Linked DNA regions of Sus scrofa: region 1 is linked to region 2. The links are chromatin contacts, called in public Hi-C maps. All regions are on one chromosome and are shown on one strand. Each heading gives the region's core, a stretch centred on a gene start, on an enhancer-like site or on the middle of the called end of the contact. The rest is flanking DNA. Distances are from core to core; before and after follow the strand shown.

Evidence for each region. Hi-C and Micro-C count contacts between places; a contact is called where the count stands out from the background.
Region 1: a contact with region 2 is called in a Hi-C map of liver, with 2.5 times the contacts expected there. The contact joins two enhancer-like sites. A contact is called at or near these places in 1 of 5 promoter capture datasets (liver), 27 of 47 Hi-C or Micro-C datasets (adipose tissue, alveolar macrophages, brain and 14 more) and 2 of 2 datasets of contacts at active chromatin or transcription factors (alveolar macrophages and skeletal muscle).

The regions. Positions count from the first base shown.
Region 1 is chr1:51,502,069-51,508,708 of Sscrofa11.1, reverse strand. No RefSeq gene overlaps it. Among named protein-coding and RNA genes, the nearest start is that of MIR30A, 92 kb to the right of the region's middle. Within about 2 kb of position 2,043, at least 18 of the 83 cell types and tissues checked have an H3K27ac peak or open chromatin away from gene starts, as enhancers often do. A contact at or near this core is called in adipose tissue, fetal liver and liver, where this site is marked.
Region 2 is chr1:51,396,098-51,402,188 of Sscrofa11.1, reverse strand. The region is part of intron 4 of LOC102157778 (collagen alpha-1(I) chain-like); the gene reads left to right. Among named protein-coding and RNA genes, the nearest start is that of MIR30A, 14 kb to the left of the region's middle. Within about 2 kb of position 4,263, at least 25 of the 83 cell types and tissues checked have an H3K27ac peak or open chromatin away from gene starts, as enhancers often do. A contact at or near this core is called in adipose tissue, fetal liver and liver, where this site is marked.

The DNA of each region.
Region 1 (6,640 bases), core at 794-3,293, 110 kb before region 2:
TTTTTTACTTAATCTTCCTCAACTTTCTCCCTAATTCATGGCCCTCCATCCAAATTGGCTTTCTTTCTGTCCTTTAAATATGCCCAGCTTTTCCCTGGCATGGGACCTTTGCGCATACTGTTGCTTCTTTGGGAGTTTCTCTTCTCTCAGTCTCTCCATGGTTGCCTCTTTATGAACAGCGATCTCTCAGCTCAAGTGCCCCCCTCCTTAGAGGGCCCCCCCACCCTGGTCAAAGCAGTCCTCTACCTCCCTCTATCATAGCACCGTATTTTATCTTCTTCATAACACTCTACTTGAAGTTACTCTATTTAATTTTGTCTTTATTTTTTCACTCCAACTATGTGTTATCCATTGCTGCATGATAAATTACCCCAAACTTAGCAACTTAAAACAGCAACAGGAATTCCCATTGTGGCTCAGCAGGTTAAGAACCCAACATAGTGTCCATGAGGACGTGAGTTCATTTCCTGGCCTCGATCACTGGGTTAAGGATCCGGTGCTGCTGCAAGTTGTGCTGTAGATTGCAGATGTGGCTTGGATCCAGTTTTGTTGTTGCTGTGGTGTAGGCCAGCAGCTGCAGTTCTGATTCAACCTCTAGCCCAGGAACTTCCATATGCAGAAGTTTCAGTCATAAGAAAGATAAAAACAAAACAAAACAAAACAAAAAAAACCTAGCAACGAACATTATCTCACACCATTTTTATGAGTTAAGAATTTGGGAATGACTTCACTTGGTAGTTCTGGCCTGGAGTCTGACTTGAGGTTGCAGTTGGATATCTGCCAAGGCTGCAGTCATCTGAAGGCCTGACAGGGGCTGGAAAATCTGATTTCAAGACACTTGACACACATGATTGGCAGGTTTTTGCTGGCTATCAGAGTTCTCAGTTCCTGAATGGTCTTCTCAACAGGGCTGCAGGGATGTCCACACTATATGGCAACTAGATCCTTCAAGAGCAAGTGATCCAAGAGAGAGCAAGACAGAAACCACAGTGTGTTTTATGACCTAGACTGAGAGGTAACACATAGTTGTTCAGCAATATCCAACTGATCACACAGGTCATCTGCATTTGGTGTGAGAAGAAACTAGTCAAGGGCATGAATGGCCCGAGGCAAAAGCCATTGGGGGGTCCATCTCGGAGGCTGGCTACCACACCCTGGATGTCACAGACTCTGTCCTGTTCAACATTTCCTTTGTGACTAGGAAAACCCCTGACACCCACTGAATGTTTGATTAACAGGAGACTAACTGTTGAGGCACAGACCTGCGTCTTTCTTAGTTTCTGAGTTTGGGTTCACACACATGTGTTTGTAAATAATCCTAACCAGAAGGTAAGACACTGGATTCCTTTCTAGCTCTGTCCCTACTTAGTCATGTGACTTCAAATAAACCACTGAACCTCCATAATCTTTAAAATCTTTATCTATGAAATAGAAATAATACCTATCCTGACTCATTCACATATTCTCTGTAAACATTAGGTAACAGAAACTTAATTCTGTTAACGGGGGTTCAGGAAACCGGCTCTAGGTTCAAACCTTGTGGCTTTTTAATTCTGTTACATGAGACCCAAACTCTGTTTCCTCTTTGACAGACAAAGAGGTTAAATTACGTAATCTGTAATGTTTTTCCAGTCCTCAGATGCTGCAGTTTTTATGGCTAAAGCAATAAATTACATGATGTTAATCTGAAGGCACCTGAAGAAGCAGTATTGCGTGATGTAGCTAAGGAGCATTATTATTACAGACAAAACACGTCAAAATACTATCAACCTGTCACTGAAGCAGTCGTTCTGATTGAGGAGGTGAGGCAGGCCAGTGTGGGAATGGCATGCATTGTTAGTAAGGGCCCAGGGAGAGTTGAAGATGGGATTGGCAGGTACTGGCAAACTGACTTCAGTCAATTCTGGAGCTGCTGCCCCCACTCAGGCCTGTTTCAGTGGCTAAAACTTTGCCTTTGGCCTTGCGGTTCCTAAGATGAGGCCCCCGAGAATTCATGTGTGAGGGAAGTTTCTGCACCAGGGCCCAAGAGGGCACCCTTGCTCCTTTCTAGAAACCAAAGGGAACCAGCCCTAACTGCAGATCAGCCTTGATCTGCAGTATTGTGTATCCTATAAACACACACTTTCAGTTTGGAATTCCCTGCGTACACTCACAGACCTCAGCCAGGAACAAACAGCCCCTTTAAAATAGGAAGACATTTTCTGACAGCCACCAAATCACTAAATACTGACTCCTTGCTCACCAGGATTTCACTGAAAGTCCTCACCGCTTTTGTTTTAAAATTGTTGACTAGAAGTCAGTAGGAAGTGAGGCATTGACCATATTTGCACAGCTGTCATGTTTGTTTCCTCAATATCATTTTGAAAACTAAGATTTGTAAGTTTCATACAAACACTATGTTGATCTGGCATGGAGATGACTTAACTTTTAGGTTTCTCATTAATTGCTTTTCTTAATAAAACAGCTTCCATTTGGAGCATTCATAACTCATTTGATCTTCCTAGTAGACAATACAATTAGCAGCCTGTCGGGGGTGGAGGGGGCTGCATATATATATGCATTGGTTTTGGTTTATATTGTGGTGGAAACAGAAATCCCTAAAGGAATTTCAATGTTTGTATCCACAAAAATATCACATTTCCCATGCTTTTAAGAATTTAGAAATGTCTTTCATTTGTGTTTAGAATAAAATCTGGGATGTAAAATTCTGAAAGATGATGTAATTGATATATTTGAACAAACATCTATAGGGCAAGACATAGTGTCATTGATTTGTTTGTGGAACTGAATCATTTGAAGTCAAGTCTGAAGATCTCAGTGGCTGATTTGTCAGCCATTCTGACCAGTTAGTCAGTTTTTAATAAGCTTAACACATCCAAGCATATGAGCCCAGTCCCGGGCCTAGGACCCGAAGGAAAACATTAGGATTCAAAGCCATACAAAACAATGCTACCAATTGCACTGCATTACACGGCTTAAATGTTTGAAGCTTAATCCCTCAAAGCCACCTTGAACCATGTGCTATAGCCACGGAGAGTGTTAAATGAAAAAATCTGAAGGATTAAGAAGTCATTTCCACTAGAGGGAAACACATTTTCTCAGCTGTTCTGGTTTCAGTGAAGAGGAATTTTCCCTAAACCCTGCTTCCCTCCCTCCTCTTTATTCCCTTTCCTCAGGGGAAGTAGAGCAATATATCAGGTTGGGAATTTAAAATAAATTTGGCATGCAGAGCTCAGTTCCGCCGCCTATGGGAGAGAGGCTCCTTGATCCTTAAGTCCTACCTGGCTCCACAGCTGGGAGACCCACCTGGCTCCAGCATTGCAAATAGGGTGGGCCAGTCTCCCTGAGGGTCAGTTAATGAGGCTATTTATTCTCTCATAAAGTATCGCCTTTAATTTTGTCAGTATTTTGGGTTTCCATCCATCAATCTTGGTCTTTCTTCCCAAGACCCCAACAGTTTCTAACAAACCAATAACCTAATTGACAGACCTGTTCTGGCAAGTTTCCACACATCTGCATATCCCCAAGCCCATATCCCAACAGCACCGTTGCTGCTGTAAACTGGGTTTATAGTTTAATGCACGCCACCAAGAATGCAGGCCACCAAAGTACTTAAGGTTAAGATAAGAAAATGGCCTTGACACCATGTTAAGGGAAAAGAGTACTGTAAAGATTTCTATATTTTAAGCACTGTATTAAGTTATAGAATCAGTGAAGGTGTTATCTACAACTATGCATGTGTTTGTTTCATCCAGTCTCCATGGAGGGAGGGAGCCTGCTAGTTCTTCTTCCCCATCTGTGTTTCTTTCACTTCTTTGACCCACACTTTGAAATCATGGTCAAAAGTTCCACTTCCCCAGAGACAGCCACCACCAAGGGGCCCCAACCTGCATTGGACAGAAATCAGTCTGGAATTACTCACATCTCTGAGAGCTTCCTCAATTCAAGCACACAAATGAGTCCATGAAAATGCTACAGGTTGAGCTGAATCCTTTTGTTTTCTATTCCCCTGATTAGACTGGTATCTCTATCATGAAAGTCATGATATCTTTTGCTGTCTATTCCCTTGAATAGACTGATATCTCTATCATGAAGCTTCCATATACCTCTTTGAGGGCGGACTGCTCCTGGTATTTTCTTGAAACTACAGAAAACACTTATTTTTTTACCACAGAAAAATTTTGTGTCACTAACCACTTAAGTGTTTCTATTAAGGTCTAAATTTTAATGTTTACATTTTTAGCCTATATACTGTCCATCATCTAGTTAGAAGTGTTCAATCTCATTTAGTACTTATACATCTTCAATCCCTCTCTGTGAGTGTGTGTGTGTGTGTGTGTGTTTGCGTGTGTGTGCATGCTTGTGTAAGGAATAAGTGTTAATTGGGGATGCTTTAATTCATGCTTAGCTTAAATTCCTGTATCAGAGCCTGTTTGGCTTCTTCCATAATCTACTTGGGCATCAGCTTCCTCCATAATCCACCTGAGTATCTAAATCTACTTTCTCAGGCTTTACCTGAAAATCACAAGAGATTCATCGTTTGCATTCAAAGCTCTCCTGGCATTTGAGGTCCTCAGATAACACCATCTCTCTTTTCCTAATTTCTCAGGATATAACAAGGAAGAGAGATCTACAACTTTGTTTTAACAGTCTTCCTCTGAAACTGCTGAAGGATTTTGACATTACAACAGAGAACAAGAAGAAATCCTTATCATGACTTGTTTCAAGGGGGAATGAGCCAGAGGTGTCAGCAGCATGAATGGAATGGAGGGTAAATGGACAAACGGAAGTTGATCTCTGGCTTCAGCAGGGAAAGTAGAAATGAGGTGATGGAGACCTCTTATCATAGTTGAATGATTTTTAATTGACTTGGACTCTAAGGAAAAAAAAATGAAAGCAGTTATCCACTTGGTTCACTGTGCCAAAACTTTCATTTCTTTCCTTTTATGATTATTATTTATTATGAAAGGAGTATCAAAACAACATTAAAGGAATTCTTAAGCATGAAGAACCCTGTTTCCCATTATCCTCAAACACTGCCCTTTTGTGTCACTTTCCGCTTATTCTCTTCCACCCTCAGACCTGATCTGGTGCCCATTTAAAGCTCTCTGCATTTTCATAACTTTAGCCCAGCAGAAGTTAAACGCTTTACTCTCCACTGTACATCCAGTATCTAGCATTGTACATGGCTCATAGTAGGTAGTCACTATATGTTTGTTCATGAAAAATGGATGCATAAATAAATATTCATCTTAATTATTCACCCCTAAAATCCATACACCTTCAGTTCTCCCCAGTTTGTAGATACAAATGGAAGAATTAAACTATTAAACTGATTTTTATTCAAAGACTCCACCTGTTCATGCAGAACTGCCTGAGTCCTAAACATATCCCCTAAAGATTTAAATTCCCAAGATTTTCCCTGGTCTCTGCTGCTTCAGTGAGTGGTTCTCTGCCAGTCATACTAGCCCCAAGGCTCTTAGTGCCTTAGGACACTAGCTCCTTCCCTCTCTCTCCCTCCTCTCCTCTTTAATCCATGGCAAGACCATTCAGATTCTGAAAATCACAAAGCTTAATAGACACAGTTCACTTCCTTCCCATGGCAAACACATGTTGGCAGATATGAGCCAATTGATGAGCCCTGTATGTGAAAAGGAAAGTAGTGTCTTCTACTCCACCTGCAGCCTTTACACCTATGTGTTTAGGAAACCAGTTCACCAAACAGGCTGGTCTTGAGAGGGATAACATGACACATGGGGGAAGAGTTGGTTTGTTGTTTATCCCCATAAGTGTATTTAACCATAAGCTTTGGGATTTTCTTTTTCAGTCCTGTAGCTTCCTGACCCATTCATTTAATAAAAGAGCAAAATTCGGAGGTCCTGCTGTGGCTCAGCAGGTAAAGAACCCAACATAGTGTCCTGAAGATGTGGGTCAATCCCTGGCCTTGCTCAGTGGATTAAGGATCCGGTGCTGCCACAGGCTACAGCATAGGTCAAAGATGTAGTTTGGATCTGGTGTTGCTGTGGCTATGGCATGGGCCAGCAGCTGAAGCTCCCAGTTGACCCCTAGCCTGGGAACTTCCATATGCCTCAGGTACAGCCTAAAAAGAAAGAAAGAAAAAAAAAGAACAGCATAATTCAATAATTCTTACCATGTTAAATTCTGCTCTCATATTGTCCCTGCCCTTCCAGCTTGATCTTTAGCCTATGAGACCTGTTCCTAAGAGGCATGGTCCCTTCTTTTCCTCCTCCTATCCCTCTTCCTATGAGCTGTCACATAGGAAGAAGAAATAGAAAAGTAATAGAGGTCTGACATAGCTGGTTCCCTGTTGATGGGAGAAGATAACCCTAAAATCAACTCCTCTGGGTTCCCACAAGTATGGGGTCTCTAAACAGAGGTTGTGTGTGACTTTTCAGCTTCACCTTGACCCCTTCCTTTACTGAGGATCCCTTCAGAAAGGGTCAACCACATCTCCCCTTTGGCTCCACCAGGATGCTCTGAACAGGGCATCCTCTTGCCAGTCTAGCAGCACATCTTCTTTAACTTGATGCACCTCCTTGCAGGGCTCCAGGGTCCTTATGTGAGTCCTCTGATGGGTCAAGAGCTTGTCTCTATTTTATGTCCATGTACTCACCGCCAG
Region 2 (6,091 bases), core at 3,014-5,513:
TGGCTCTGCAGGTGTGCACAAGGAGAGGCTATTTTGACAAAGGTAGCTGTCATAGGATGTTATTTTTCTACATCACAGGTGCTCTCTTCAGCAAGGACTAGAAGAACTGCTAGAGGAAAACACATCACCATTTTCTAAATTTTTTTTTTTTGGAAGAAAAATTCCTATCCATCAAATTGATTGTGCCCCAATGCTGACTTTCAGTCTTCCAGCGTGGGGGTGGGGAGGGTGGGCCTTGACCAAGTCCACAGATGCCTGTGGCTGAGGGAACTGACTCTGGCTGATTTTCTCCTCCCCCCCACTCCACACCCCCTGTCAGTATTGGGGCTCCTTGATCAGGTCTTTTAGTACAAGTTTGAGGATTTTTCCATCTCTCAATCTGCTATTGCCCTAAATTCAAACTTGCGCTTCGTGTCTTCCTCAGCCATTTCTCCTAGGCGATCCCTTGCCTCTTGTACACTCTATAAAAAGGCCAGCTCCCCAGGTGCCACCAGGAAGGCACTTCCCATCCTGGGACCACCAGGTTGCCCTCCAGCTGTCTGAGGTGCAGGCTGCTGGCTTCTCTAAGTACCTGAGACTCTAATTGCACAGGGTTATGACCGACTGCTTCTTCATGAAGTTTCTCTGTCCAGACACCTAATTCTCCTCCCCTGAAAGAATATGTAGATTACCTTTCACTAACATGTCTGTCATATATTTACCATAGGATAAATATCTGCTAGGCAGTATCTGACCATCTGCTCCATGAAAAACCAGGTCTGTGGCCTCTAGGTGACCGCAGCTAACTAATGCAGAGTTCATTCTGGTGAAGTGTTAATTCAGCTAACTAAATTATGTTTAAGAGTCAAACACAAGAGAACCCATGAAAAAGCACAGGAAGCAAAGATATTTGTGTGAGTAGATGAATGCAGACATATGGGCAGCTGCATATTCTTAGACTTTCCATTTCTTTGCATTCCGGCCTCCCTTATGGACCTTCCATAGGTGGCAAGTTTTTTTTATAAATTTGAGCTGTTGGCGTAATTATAGTATTCTGAGCATCAGTTACAAAGTGATCCACTTTGATTACTATAGCAGCATATACACACTCTATAATCACTCCACTTCTTGCATCTCTTCACCTTTGAAAGAAGAAAGTCAATTTCAATGAAGAGTGCTGAGGAAAATATTCTTGAAGAGTTAAAAACATTGCTTCATAAAAAGAGAGCTTTCCATGTCCTGATCTCTGTTTATATTACTAAGGAGATGTTAAAAATATAGTCTGGAGACTGTCTTATATTGTATAATAGGAGCATATCTCTCTGCTGACACATAGGCCACTGCTGAAACACTGCTTCCTAACACACTTTCAAATAATCTGATGACATCTCAGCCAGATTAATGGTTGAACTAACGAGAATCCTTTCGGGACTTTTCGCATATGCTCAGAGATATGTAATGAACAGTATATATCCAGGGCTGAGGTGGTAGTATTTATTCAGCTTGGCTAGAAACAGTCCCTCTCTTAACACGCTGGGTGTTTTAGGTGAAGACCATCCCTGGCACTGCGCAGCCCAGCAAAAATGCTGGCCTGCTGACTAAACAAATATGATAGCCAAAGTGAATTATTAAATTCCAACTGGCCTCACTTACTAGAGAATTTCACTCCTTTTTCTCCCACACAGCTTCCTACTTTTTATTAAATGAACACTTTTAGCTCTTGCAAATAATTGCTGTCTTTGACTAGTCATTACTATGGCAGTTTCCCACTGTTTATATTTTAAAAAAACAGCACTCGGATGAGTCCAGTTGAAGCAAAACAAATAAATATGTGTGTACATCTGTGCAAATATTTATCTAAAATTGCATTATGAAAAGTCCCCGTGAACTTTGGGTCTGACCGCTGTGCCTTGCATCACTTTTCAGACGATCCCATCATCCGGCTACTGTTACTTTATAAACCTGGGTGACTTCATCCCAGCGTTTCCTTTTGAGGACTATTTGGGAGACTCCCTTCCAATAGAGGAAGTGGGTTGATGAGGGCCAGTGTTCTTATTCCAGATCCTTCACATCTCTGAAAAGCTGCATCCTTTGTAGAAAATAGATCTGTACATGGGCCAAAGTGTAACCCTGATGTTCATCAGGGGAGGAGGAGGAGGTCACATATTCCTTGTCTGTTTCAGCAGTAATCCTCCCATTTGGCAGGAGTTTGAGAGGAAGTATTTAACAATGGGATTTTATAAAATTCAATGTCGCGAAGAATGTTTTTGTATTTGAATGGATCTAGGGAAGTTTTCTTTCTCTCCCCCCTGATAAGTGGAGGGTACCGAAGGGTAATGCTATCTCTGGATTTTCTAGGAGGATTTGGCTTTTTTATTGGATTTTGGGGAGTAATTATTTTTCCATTTTATCATTTCCATGAAAGGTAATCCTCAGAAGAAAAAGCTGGAATCTCTTAACTTCATACTGATCTTAAATATTTTGCTTAAGGGGAATTAGTGAGGAAATAACAGTCTCTCAGGAAGGTTTAAAACTGTGATGTCATTCAACATCCAGAGCTCTTTTAATGCCGCCAACCATGCCAGAAACTATGAAGTGATTTTCTTTCACACACTCACCGTTAAGACTTAGTATTTTTAAAAGCCTTAAACATGAATAGCTTCCTGTTAAAAATTGCACAAAGGAGAGAAAAAATTGTTCTTGTCATCATCCTGTTTCTTCTAACTGCTTGGTGTAGTAGTCATGGTTAAAAAAAAAAAAAATCAGAGGCCATCTGCTGAGGAACAGAGACCAGGTGTACATGTCTAGAGCACAAGGCTGGTTTAGATCTTCATCAGTCAGTGACCTCTGTCACCATAACACAAAACAATAGGTAACCGAAGTGTTTTGATGTCTGCTAAGAAAGAGAAGGCAAAATAATACCACCCGTTCACTTTTGAATTTACTATATGGTCTTTTTAAACATTGTTAATTTCTAGTCTTTAAAAAAAGTAATGAGAAAGAAGACTTACTTGGTACAGAATCATCATAACATCATAGACTCTTCCTCTTGGCAGGGGCATTAAGTCCCTTGGTCCACACCCTTTACCCATGGCAGCCTGGTCTTTCAGCATCCACACAACTGTTTGGACAGCTCCTGAGTCAAGGACCTTGGTGCTGGCATCATATTTTGCTCTCATGAAGTTTATCCATTCACTTGATAGATGTTTATTGAGCCCTTCCCACACAGATATGGCAAGGAGCAATGCAGCCTCTTATTTCAAGAAGCCTTTTAAAAGATGGTAAGGGAGTTTCCGTCATGGCTCAGTGGTAACGAAGCCGACTAGTATCTATGAGGTTGAGGGTTCTGTCCCTGACCTCGTTCAATGGGTTAAGGATCCTGCATTGCCCTGAGCTGTGGTGTAGGACACAGACACAGCTCAGATTCTGCATTGCCATGGCTGCATTGTAGGCCAGCAGCTATAGCTCTGATTCAACCCCTAGCCTGGGACACACTCCGTATGTCACCAGTGTGGTCCTAAAAAGCAAAAAAAAAAACCAAAAAAAACAAACAAACAAACACGGAAACCAGTGATTGCTTGAGAGAACCCAGAGTAAAAGACCTGTTCAGGGTTTTAGGAGGAGGGAAGCAGAGAGAAGGTCCATTTAGCTTAGGGGGAGAATCACGAAATTGTTCAAAAAGTTTTGAAGATGTAGAAGGACAAGCAGACCCCCCAGAGTAAGTGCGTCATTGGTGCAGACACTCCAGGAAGATAAAGAGCTTGTGCAGACAGAGGATGGAGGTGTGGAGAGCAGAGCCTGTGCAGGGTGGGCCTGGTGGGTCACACTGAGAGCAGACCTGCGGGCAGAATGGGGTGGGGTGGGGAGGGTGGCAGAGGTGGGCAGAGGAACGTGCTGGAGAGGAGGGAACCGAATCTGGAGGTGAAAGTAGTAGAGGGTTTGAGGAGGGGGTCACCAGCATCACAGCTACAAAGAGATGAAGGGACTGGCCTGGAACAGGAGAGGTGGCTTCCAGTAGAAAAGGAAGGCCAGGCAGTCCTTGGAACAGATTTGAGCTGGATTGCAGTAACTGGGCAAAAATGTGCTTTATGAAATAGAAGTGAGGTGGGTAGGTCATGCCCGAGATGGATGAAAATCGGGAAGAGGCGGAGGTTTGGAAAAGCTGCTGGGAGCACAGAAACAGCTGACATTCTGTGTGCCATAAGGGCCAGCTGAACTCAGAGGCCATGCACTTGGAGAGGCATGGCCCCGCTTGCTGGCATGACTTTTTCTGGCCTTTCTAGGCACCACGGAGGAAGAATACCAGGCAGGGGAACCTCCCTGGGAAGGAAGCGTGCTGTTGTTTTGGTGTGTGTTGCGCTGTAGGTGCCAAAAGTGACATAATGCTCTACAACTTGGGGGGGGGGGGTATGGTGGTCAGTTATATGTATGACGTATGTAAAAGCAGCTGTTTCTCCCCCTCTCCACCTGTCAGGCTCTGGTTATTCCATGACCCCACGTCCTCAGAGCCCACAGATCTGCCCTGGCGTATTGAGAGTTGGGGGTGGGGGACCTTGTTTCCCTGACCTCTTCTGTGGACTCCTCTTTTCTCAAGCATCATGGATTGACCTGTATACTTCAGCACTTAACTGTGTGCAGAAGTATCTGATTTATTTGATCCTATTGAGGAATGAGTGGATCCTCATAATTGAATTTTCCAGAGATGTGAACTCTAGCCTATTTAAAACTAAACAAAACGAACAAACAAAAAAGACCCTTTCTAAGATGTATTCCTGTGACTTGGTCCCTATAGAGAGTCATATACCTTATTTACAGCAGGTTTTGGATGACTTTGGACCACAGCTCTAAATATCAGTGGACTAAGCACTCAAACTTCCATTTTTTTTTTTTTTTTTTGTTCTTGTTTTCGGTTTTGGTTTGGGGTGTTTGGGCATTTGGAAGGGTCATTTCCTTGATAGGCTGTCAAATCACGTATCTTACATTGTTTTCTGATTGCTAAACTTCCTCTGACTAGAAAGTGACTTCAAAGCAGGTATTTTCTGCCTGTTACATTTCTGCCCTACACAGCACCATGAACAATGCAAATAGAAGCTCCATAAATACTTGGTTGGTTTCTAAAGATAGCACAGTTCTCTTAATATTGACTAAAATCACATTAGCTATTTTTGGCAGTCATCAGCGCTATTCAAGTTGGGGTTGAGGTCAGTTAAAACTCAGTCCTTTTTCACAGGCATTGCTCTTTTGCCCTAGTTGGTACTTGTTCGGCCTGCTATCTGAATTTGAATAGATATTTACGTGTATCCCTGAGACTTCATGGCAGCTGCAGAATGTCCCGTTTCCCTCCACAGCAAATGTCTTAGAAACACTACCTACTTGTTAAGTTAGATTTGGCCCACAGCCATCATCCATGTCCTTTTGAATCCTGATTCAGTTTTCCAACATAATTGCCAACTCCTTGAATTTCATGTCACATTGAGAAAGCCTTTATTCTTTGGATTTAGTTGAAGATATTGATAAAGATTAAAATAAAATCACTGCCTAGAGAATGTCCAAGTGCAGACATGAGCCATGAGGCCCAGCTCTCAAAATGCTGTCCTCTAGGCTAATGCCTGGCTGATCCTTAGTTCCTTTGGGGCTCAGTTTTTAGTAGCCATGAATATTGTTAAATGAATTAGGGTCCAGACTCAATTTCTCTGCATCTTGAGAGACTTGGTCAAATATACTTTGCTTAACACATTTTCTCTGTCTGCCTGTCCAGTAACCCTATCCAAAAGGGAGGAAATAAAAATCAACACCCGTATTGTGTAAATAAATACCTGCCTGCCTTCTCTCCCAGACCCTTCTCAGAGAAGATAGAAGATCATTGTGGATCTAAGACAGAGGATTCCAGACACCAGTTTATCCATTTAATAAATATTTATCAAGCAGTTACTCTGAACCGAACCCTGTGCTGGGAGTTTAGGCTACAGCTGTGAACAAGGCATCATCCCTGCCCTACCCAGAAATGTGCTTTATTACCCAGCAGCCCTCAGAGAGGCTGGAGGGTAGGATGGAAGTGCAGAGCAGCTGTGGTCAGTGGTCGACAGACTAGAGCGAGGCAACCACATGTGCG